Linked DNA regions of Mus musculus: region 1 is linked to region 2. A link is a contact called in public promoter capture Hi-C data. All regions are on one chromosome and are shown on one strand. Each heading gives the region's core, a stretch centred on a gene start, on an enhancer-like site or on the middle of the called end of the contact. The rest is flanking DNA. Distances are from core to core; before and after follow the strand shown.

Region 1 (5,097 bases), core at 467-2,966, 770 kb before region 2:
AGATGACCATGTGAAGGATAGGATATAGTCTCCAGAATAGCTAGGCTGACTCCCAGCAGGTAGCAGCAGTGACAGTGGCTGAACAATAGAGTGATCTAGGGAGGCAGGCTCCACCCTAGGTAATCTCCTTAGTGGCAGCAAAGTCGAGGTCTGGTTCAGCCAGCTTCAGGCTGGGTGGAGGTCACAAGAGAGAAAGAGGGAGAGGGAGAGGGAGAGGGAGAGGGAGAGGGAGAGAGAGGGGGGGAGGGGAGAGGGAGAGAGAGAGAGGTGGGGGAGGGGGAGAGGAGAGGGAGAGGGAGAGAACAGAAAATGAAATTGGAGAGCACAACTAGAAATAGATAAAGGAACAGGAGAGAGAACAGCGAAGGAACATGTGACAAGCTGTCCTTAGAGAAAGGGGGTGGCTAGGATGGTACCTAGGGTATTGAGAAAGAAACAAACAGAGAGAACAGATCAAAAGATACATAGTGGTGATAGGCTCAGACACAGGTTCAGGGAGACTGCCATGGGTAAAAAGAGAGAGGGAAGGAGGAAGAAAGTGAGGGAGAGAGAGAAAGAAAGGAGAGAGAGAGGGAGAGAGAGAGGGAGGGAGGGAGGGAGAGAGAGAGAGAGAGAGAGAGAGAGAGAGAGAGAGAGAGAGAGAGAGAGAGAGAAGGAAATGGAGTGTGTGTGTGTGTGTGTGTGTGTGTGTGTGTGTGTGTGTGTGTGTATTAGATCCATAAAAGGTGCCCAAAATTCTGGAAAAGAGATACCCAGAAAGATATGGTACTTTTGTAAATACTTCCACACACAGGAACAATTTTTCTACAACCTACAAGGCCTAGAGATTGCTGGGAAATCCCTCCTGCACCTGGAGGGCCCAGGCAGTCAGTTGCAGCTAAAGAATCACTGAGGTACATACCGGCTGTGTGGTGCCTGTACATGGGCTTTCAGGCTCCCCCTGCTCTGTGGTATCCATACCTGAGGTTATAAACCAGCAAGGGCTCCTCATTCTTCTGAGAACCTAGTGGATAACAAATTTCAAGGTATAGAAGAATAGGGGACACAGAGAGAAGGGGTGGATGAGAGACAGAGAGGACAGAGAAAGAGAGGAGACATAGAGGTCTCTCTCTGAAGCCCAGGGAATTTGGAACCCACTGTGTTCCTGCCTCAGTCTGCCAAATTCTATAAGTACAGGCATGCACCTCCATGTCAAGCCTATGTAGGATTTCTAAACAATGCCTTTTCCCTCGGGGCATCCTGATGAGATGGGTATCAAACTTCTCATTTGAGAAATTAGGGATGCTAAAAGTCTTGCATTATAAATGTGTGCACAAACACACTTCAGACCTATTCTAATTTGGTTTTAAAGTTCTGGAAGAAGGGCTCTTAACAAAAAGCTACAAATCTGTCAACAGTGACTACAAGATATTCACCAACAATTTGTCCTTTATTTTATGATTTATTTCTTATATACATAATTGCATGTGTATTCATAAGTGCTATGGTATGTATGTATGTGTTTATGTTGAAGGACAGTTTTTAGGAGCTGGTTCTCTCCTTCCAGCATGTGTGTCCATGGGATTGAACTCATGGCCCCAGGACTGGGGGCAGGCTGTTGCCCATGCTAAGGCATCTCACTGGCCTATGCACAAATTCTTTCAGATCTGGGACTCTCTTAACATTCTCATTTGAATTGCAGGTTGAGAGTCAAACTCATTGTTATTCATTGCAATGGGCAGAGTTGTCTAAATGGGATTAGGGATGGGGCAGTACAGAGGTTTTATACTTGTCAGGAACTCACATGGCTCACTTTCTCTGCCCATAGGAAAGCGCATTTGTCTTGGCGAAGGCATTGCCCGAAACGAATTGTTCCTTTTCTTCACTGCCCTCCTTCAGAACTTCTCATTGTCCAGCCCCGTGGCTCCTGAAGACATTGACCTGACTCCCAAGGAGAGTGGCTTTGTCAAAATACCCCCAGTGTATCGGATCTGCTTCTTACCTCGCTGACTGGGCTGAGGCAGCCAGGTGTCTCTATTTCTGTTGAGAATGGCACCATCTTTCTGCCTCTGAAAGACCTGCTGGAAACCAGACCCTAAGTCGATGCTCATCTGTTCTACCTACTGATGCTTCTCTAAAGCCCCAAAGCATGTTCTTCTCCCCTGTGAATGTACTGGACAAATCAATCAGCTGTCTCTCTTGATGTGTGAACAGACTTCTGGAGGCCACATCCCATGCTTAATCACCTCCTTCCTCCCAATAGCCCAAGTCCCCACTTATCAGCTCTCCACACACTGTGATCTGTGATAATGGACTCTAAAAGTTTTGAATTCTATGTCTACAGATTTGTCTAGTATGTATGGTTCAGGTAAACAGATTCACACATTGTGTGATGTTTGGTGTCTTGTGCCTTTACTTCACATAAAATTATCTAGGTTTCTGTATTCTACAGGCCACAGTCAGAAATATTCATGTGTGTTTTTCATGATAGTTCTTAGAATTCTCTTCCTGCTTTTTTTTTTTTTTTTTGTCTAGGCAGAGGCCTCCTCAGCCTGTGGCTCCTGAGATGCATGTTTCTGGACATCAAACCTCAGGTTTCCTTATGTTTCTGTTTAAATCTTCCAAGAATCACACAATCCCTGCATTAGTAAGGGTCTCTAAAGGAACAGGACTGACAGAATCAATCAATCAATCAATCAATCAATCAATCAATCAATCAACCAGTCTATTGATCATTTATTACTTATCATCTCTCTATTCATCATTCATCATCTATCTATTTAACATTCTATCTTTATCTATTTGTCTATATACTCTATCTATCTATCTATCTATCTATCTATCTATCTATCTATCTATTTATCTATCTTAGTTAGGGTTTTACTGCTGTGAACAGACACAATGACCAAGGCAAGTCTTATAAAGAACAACATTTAATTGTGCTGGCTTACATGTTCAGAATTTGAGTCTGTCATCATCAAGGTGGGAGCAGGGCAGCATCTAGGCTGGCATGATTCAGGCAGAACTGACAGTTCTACATCTTCATCTGAAGGCTGCTAGTGGAAGAGTGACTTCCAGGCAGCTATGATGAGCCCATGCCTACAGTGATATATCTACTGTAACAAGGTCATACCTCTTAATAGTGCCATTCCCTGGGCCAAACATAAACAAAGTATCACGCTATCACACTATCACTCTATCATCTATCTATCTATCTATCTATCTATCTATCTATCTATCTATCTTCTCTCTCTCTCTCTCTCTCATCTGTCATATATCTATGTAATTCATTAGAGTAGTTTGACTGTCTCATATGAAAAGGCTGAGAATTCAGTAGTTGTCCATCCATGAGCCTCTAAGCTTGTTGTGTCATTCATGAGCCTCTAAGCTTGATCTGTGCCATCCATGAACCTCTAAACTAGATCAAGCAGTACTGCAGTCCTGGAAGATGCCTGGAGAACTGCTGGTGTTTCTGTCTCTGTTGCAATCCACAAGAAATTGGATTTATTACCAGCCATAGCAACAGATTAGGTAAACTCCAGGGAGAGTGAGGGTAGGCAGGACAAAAAGCACAATTTCCTTCTTTCCTGTGTCTACCAACAGAAGGTGTGACCCAGGTTTGAGGAGGATCTTCTTGTTTCAAATAATCTGAAAAGGAGACTCCCTCACAAGAGCACTCAGCAGCTTGGGTTTTAGTTGTTGCGATATACAGTCTAGGTAACACCCAAGAATGCGGAGACCCTTACCTCCTGGATATTTTTACATGTCATCTTGTGATAGGTATCTAAGGATCTTTCCAGAAGGGCATTTTGCTGCAAACTCCATCACATCTATGTCAGGTTTGAAGGGACAACCCTTTGCCTTGCTCACTGCTTCTCTGTGAGAACCTGAGACTGCAATTGTCTAACATAAGGTGTTTAAAGTAGGGCAAGACAAAGAAGCAAAGAAACAACTTGTGGGAAAGCTCTACTAATCAAGGTCAAAGTCCACCATTGACCAGATAGCCTTCTGAGGCTTGGTACATAATAGAGGACTCTATTTGTAGGGTTTTCCTTCTCTAACTTTCTCTGGGGAATTCAAAATCTCACACATGCCTCTACCTGAGGAATGTCATGTATCCTTAGTTATGTGGAGGAGGTCAGGGTGAGGAAGCAGGGGATGGGAGAAAGGAAGGAGTCTTCATAGGCAAAAAGTTTTGAGTCCAATATTGAGCAGGTGTCTCCAGATCATTTTGGGGGATTCTCTTCTTTCAATTCTGGCATGGTACTAGAGAAGCTTCTAGAATTCTTGTAAGGCCAAACCTTGGAAATAAGTAGGGGAGATAAGATCTGGTAGAAGTATTGTGGTTTGCATTCGAAAAAGCAGCAGTGTGGATTCTGTGAAATTCATAAAGTCAAAAGCTGGGAATGGTCTTAGATTAGCTGGGACTTGGTCAGTGGGGAAGGGAGGAAGGGGAGGGGAGGGGAGAGGGAGAGGGAGAGGGGGAGGGGAGAGGGAGAAGGAGAGGGGGAGGGGGAGGGAGAGGGAGAGAGAGAGAGAGAGAGAGAGAGAGAGAGAGAGAGAGAGAGAGAGAGAGAGAGAGAGTTGACTAAATCCACAGACCTCAAGTTTTGGTTTTCCCTCACGATACCGAAGCAACACTGTGGACTGTGATCCAGGTGCAGGAGGAAGGACCCACCAGTAGACTAACCTTGTGAGGTCTGGATCTTTTTCTCCACAGACAGGGGGAGATATGGGGATATATTCACAGCACTTAGCCTATTCTAGTTCTGTGTGGATATGGCATTATGGGAGGCCCTAGTGGCTGAGGCTGAAGCTTTTTCTGGTCAAGAGCTCATGGCCATCATTGATCCTCCTTTCAGGAAGTGGTGGGTGGTGAATGTTCCTCAATGTAGTGGGAGGGAAGATCCTGTGAATTTTCACAACTTTCCACCCAACTCCATTCTGGTATGATTATTTTCTTTGCCAATGGAATATCTTGGATAGCCTCAAGTAGTCCTTTCTGCCACCATGAAGTGTTTTGAATGGGAAAATGAAGCATGAATGATCACATCAAGATGAAGGCTCAGAGTCTGATGGTGGAACTCTAGAAAACCTGGGGTGAGCCCTAAGTTTCTA
Region 2 (5,113 bases), core at 1,124-3,623:
TGGTCTACAAAGTGAGTTTCAGGACAGCCAAGGCTACACAGAGAAACCCTGTCTCAAAGAAGAAGAAGAAGAAGAAGAAGAAGAAGAAGAAGAAGAAGAAGAAGAAGAAGAAGAAGAAGAAGGAGAAGGAGAAGGAGAAGGAGAAGGAGAAGGAGAAGGAGAAGGAGAAGGAGAAGGAGAAGGAGAAGGAGAAGGAGAAGGAGAAGGAGAAGGAGAAGGAGAAGGAGAAGGAGAAGGAGAAGGAGAAGGAGAAGGAGAAGGAGAAGGAGAAGGAGAAGGAGAAGGAGAAGGAGAAGGAGAAGGAGAAGGAGAAGGAGAAGAAGAAGAAGAAGAAGAAGAAGAAGAAGAAGAAGAAGAAGAAGAAGAAGAAGAAGCTGCTGCCTGCCTGTGGAATATGTTCTTCTAGCTGGACTGCCTTATCTGGCTGCAGTGGAAGAGGGTGGTGTGCCTAACCCCGCATAGACTTGATGTGTTGTGGTGGGGATACCCAGGGAGCCTCCAACCTCTCAAAGAAGAAAGGGAGGGGTGAACGACACCCAAATTAACTAATTAATTAACAAATTTGTTAATTTGTTGATTGATTGATTAATTACTGGGAAGTTGGCATGGGACTTTGGGTGTCCCCCGACTAAGTTAATTAGTTAATTAATTAATTAATTAGGGAAAAATATCACCTTCACTACAGGGGAAAGATGCACCATTTTGGATGCTACCACCGCTCCCTGTGGGTCTGTGGGCAGTGGTGGCGCTGGCTGTGGAAGGGAGTCAATTACTTTCATGGTATGGTTACTCCTAACTTCATGTTTCAGTAAATAGTTCCCGCCCATGGTCATGAAGTTGTCAGCATCTCATCTTTTACTCACCAACCCTCCCACCTGAACCTAGAGCCCAGAAGGCATCCATCCTTTTGCTTCATACTAAGTTATCTCCAAGAAATAAACCACACATCAACCCACCCTGAACGACCCTAACTAAACTCAGTGGGTAAAAACATAAAAGGGGCATCAAGGTAGGAAGAGGCATGTTGGCCAAAAGAAGGGTTTCTGTGAGAGAAAGAGGGAAAGGAGGGGTCACAGATGACAAAGGTCCAGCATATGTGTACATTGAATTGTCAATGGATTTCTTAAAATAAATCAGGTAGGATGTTGGCTTGACCTTTCCTCACACATGGGAGGCATGTGTTTAAAACATGTGTGGCAGTGTGTGGCGACACACTTATCATTCCAGAGGCTAAGGTAGGAGAATCATGAGTTGGGAACCAACCTAAAAAATAAAAACAGGAGCCGGGCGTGGTGGCCCATGCCTTTAATCCCAGCACTCGGGAGGCAGAGGCAGGTGGATTTCTGAGTTCGAGGCCAGCCTGGTCTACAGAGTGAGTTCCAGGATAGCCAGGGCTATACAGAGAAACCCTGTCTTGAAAAACCAAAAAAATAAAAAATAAAAAAAAAATAAAAACAGGGACAGACCCCATCTCAAAAAATAAGTTAATATAACTGGATTTGCCACTAGTGCTGGGAAGGGGAGGGATCTTTTAAAAGCCAGGTGGTAACAAATACAAGGTTCAAAAGTGTGATCTCCACAGCTACGGCGAAGAACAGAGGGATGGGACTTATAGTCACTACCTCAGCTCTCTCATGAAAGGCAGGATCACGGATGCTGATTACAGATGCTGTAAGCAAGTGGTAATTAAACATGAAACACTGTGTGTGAAGCACCAATATAGACACTGATAGGTCAGTGCCAAGCCAGGGGCTGGAATAAACTGATAACACTCCTACCCACCCCTCCTCCTGTTCTGCCTCTCTTCCCCTTTGTCCTAGAACACCTCAGGCTAATCTCTTGCTGGCAGAAGCAAGCCTTCATGTTGATGCCTCTGATATTTTTCTTTCTCTTCTGGAACAGACAAGCTCCAAGGAGTGAAATTCTGCACGCTCACACCTCAACGCCTCTACGCCTCTCGAAGCCCAAGCACAAGTGCCCCCACACAACTCCAACGTAGCAAGATTTGCCTGTCTATCTGAGTACCATCCACCACAAATCAGCATCTCACCCTCCCCTCAGCAACCTTCCCACCTGAACCTACACCGTGGAAGGAGTCTCTTGCTCTTCCTGATGAGTGACCTCCGAAAACAAAAGCAGGGGGAAACCCACACTAAGACCTCATATTGTTCTCACCTGAATAAAAGACTTGAGGAGGCCTCCTCTGTCCATCTGCAAGAGGTTCCCCAAGAGGGGCAGGGGACGGGGTCCTGGTGGGAAGTTGCCACGGGACTTTGGGTGTCCCCTGGCTAAGAGTAACAAGAAGCCCACAAGGAGAGCAAGGAGGAGCAGGACACTGGGCTCCATGGTCCTGGTCTAACCAATGTTGACTTCACTCCACGCTCCAGCAGGATCTTTTATGCTGGCCCCGCCTCTCCACTCAGTTATGCAACTTCAGCTGTTCCCGCCTCCTGTCTCTCATTGTCCAGAGCGTGAGGAGCCATAGCAACTCCCTGCTTTGGCTGCTCACTCCTCATTCCCTTACCCTCACTGTAGATGTTGGCAAGGACACCATGAAACAGATACATAGGACAAAAGGGCACTGGGAGTGATGCTTCTTGTTTTATGGAGGTGGGTGTGCCCTTGTCAGCTCAGTTTTGTCTGTTCACTTACTGGGACAAGAGACTGCGGGTGTGCTGTACGCTTTTAATACCTGAAAGGTCATTTCTGAGATGAATGTACGGATGTGTATTTCTGTGTCTGAGTCTAGATGTGCTACCTAATCTATTCTTACATGTCTGGGGTGTATTTACATGTCTAATCTTAAATTATGGAGGCCTCTCTGTATGTTCTTTATGTCCTGGGTAAACGTGATTACATTTGGCTTGACAAGAGTAGTGTCCCATGATCTTTTGTTTGTCTCTGCCTGTTCATTCCCTGATCCAGGTTTTTTTAAGGTCTGCAGATATAATTTCTCCAGAGCCCCCATTTCACTCTCTGGCCCATGATAGCCATAGATGGGAGAAAAGGGAGGAGAAAAAAGGAGAGGCAAGAGAGTAGTGAGGCTCAGAAGTCAGGTGGACAGAGGCGAAACCTGGCAGAGCAGATGGAGCTCCTGGGTTTCTGGACTGGCTAGCTTTTGTGTCAACATGACACATGCTGTAGTCATTTGAGATGAGGGAACTTCAATTGAGAGAATATATCCATAAAATCACACTGAAGGCAAGCCTTTAGAGTGTTTTCTTAATCAGCGATTGGATGTTGGAGGGCCTAAGTCACCGTGGGAAATTTCATCCCTGGACTGGTGATCCTGGGTTCTATAAGAAACCAGGCTGAGCAAGCCATGATGAGTAAGCAGCATCCCTCCATGGCCTCTGCATTGCCTCCAGCTTCCTGCCTTGTGTTCCTGCCCCGACTTCCTTGGATGATAAACTATAAATTGCAAGCAAAATATATCCTTTCCTCCCCAAGTTGCCTGTAGAAGTTTTATCACAGAAATAGAGACCCTAACTCAGATTGTCTCTGACCACTGTGTCTAAGGACAAATGGTTCCACTCATCCTCCTTGTTGTTTTCACAGCACAGGAAGTTCTCTGACCTTCCCTCTTGCTAAAAGGAAATAAAAAGCTAAGAGGGAAATAGAAAGTTCTTAATTAGCCCACCAGTACAGGGGTAACATTGATCCGCTCAGAACATGTTCTATTTCGAATGCAAAAATCTGTCTCAGAAGTTCATGTTTCAACACTATACCTAACTGATATTATTTGGGGAGGTGGCAGGACACTTAGGGCTAAAGCTTGCAAGAAAGAAGTAGGTTGCTGGAGGTAACCTAATGAATTATAACTTTACTGAATCAATCTCTCTCTCTCTCTCCCTCTCTCTCTCTCTCTCTCTCTCTCTCTCCCTCTCTCTCTCTCTCTCTCTCCCCTTCTTCCTCCCTCTCTCCTTCCTCCTCCTTCTTCCATCTCTTGTACATAAGAACAACCACAAGCTCCAACATCTAGACCAAGCCCCAAATGCCATACCTCCCCTGCAATGAAACTGAGAGGAAATAAATCCTTCTCCTCAGTTGCTTGGTAGCAGGAATTTGGGAGAAAGAGTCTCACTGTCCATCCTAGGTTCCTGGTCCTTCTGCCTCTACATCCCAGGTGTCAGGATTTCAGGTTTGTACTACCATATCCAGCTATCTGTTTTAGCTACATCTTTATAGCTCAAACTGGTTGTGGTCGACTTGCTTCAACTTCTGAAGTAAATAAGTTCAAACCACCACACATTTTAAGCCCATTGGTTGAACTCTTCATTCTTTGGTCTTAGACAAGGTCCCCCTACATATCCCAGGCTGACTTTGAACTCATAATGTTCTCTTCTGGCCTCCCCACTACTGGGACCACAGATGTGTGCTATCACATTTAGAACATGCCAAGCTCTTGATGGCCACATTTGGAAAGCAGCTATCATGTGGACAATGTAGTTCTAATCCACTGTGTGGTCTTAGACAAGACTCTTAATCTCTCTGTACTTCTGTCTATTAAAAAGTGGAGGCAATATACACCTCTCCAAAATGTAAGTATTGTGCCAGTTACTGCATAGAACACACTTCATGGCTCCCACTGGGAATCCTGGGCTGGAATACTGACCCAAGTTCAGTGCCAGATCAACCAGCTTGGCAGGAGCAAGGTCCTGGTGTCAGGCAAGTTGATGGTGGCACTGTGCCAAGGTCAGGAAAGTACAGATTCTGTGCCCGAAATCACCATGTTTTTCTGACCTTCCTCCTAAGTCACTGGAGTGCACCTCTTCAAGATTGTGTCCTGATCCAGACAGGCATTAGCTGAACATCACAAAAGGGGTGCTGCTTCCTCTCCCTCCACCTCTCTCCATTAAAGAGAAATGAAGTGTTGTTAAGGAGAGGTCCAAGGATGGGCAGAGCAGCCCATGATTTTCATCTCCACGTTGGGAAGGCTGTCCTTGCCTGGGTAACTTAGGGAGACCCTATCTCAAAATTAAAACTTTAAGAGTTGGTTGTATACCCTTAAGGTAGACCATTCTCCTGGTATCTTAGTTTATTTTCTGGTTCTGTGAAGAGACACCATGACAAAGACAACTTATAGAAGAAAGAGTTTGTTTGGACTTCCTTG

The links. Promoter capture Hi-C pulls out the DNA fragments that hold promoters and counts their contacts.
Region 1: a contact with region 2 is called in a promoter capture Hi-C map of embryonic stem cells, with 6 times the contacts expected there. The contact joins the enhancer-like site here to the promoter of Cyp2b10 in region 2. A contact is called at or near these places in 10 of 39 promoter capture datasets (cranial neural crest, embryonic stem cells, hippocampal neurons and 3 more).

Annotation. Positions count from the first base shown.
Region 1 is chr7:26,662,825-26,667,921 of GRCm38.p6, reverse strand. Cyp2b23 (cytochrome P450, family 2, subfamily b, polypeptide 23) reads left to right here. Exons shown (of 9, transcript NM_001081148.1): 9 at 1,808-2,695. The coding sequence ends at 1,989. Among named protein-coding and RNA genes, the nearest start is that of Cyp2b23, 21 kb to the left of the region's middle. Within about 2 kb of position 1,716, at least 5 of the 459 cell types and tissues checked have an H3K27ac peak or open chromatin away from gene starts, as enhancers often do. A contact at or near this core is called in embryonic stem cells, where this site is marked.
Region 2 is chr7:25,894,918-25,900,030 of GRCm38.p6, reverse strand. It overlaps Cyp2b10 (cytochrome P450, family 2, subfamily b, polypeptide 10), which reads right to left and starts at 2,373. Exons shown (of 9, transcript NM_009999.4): 1 at 2,176-2,373. The coding sequence starts at 2,346.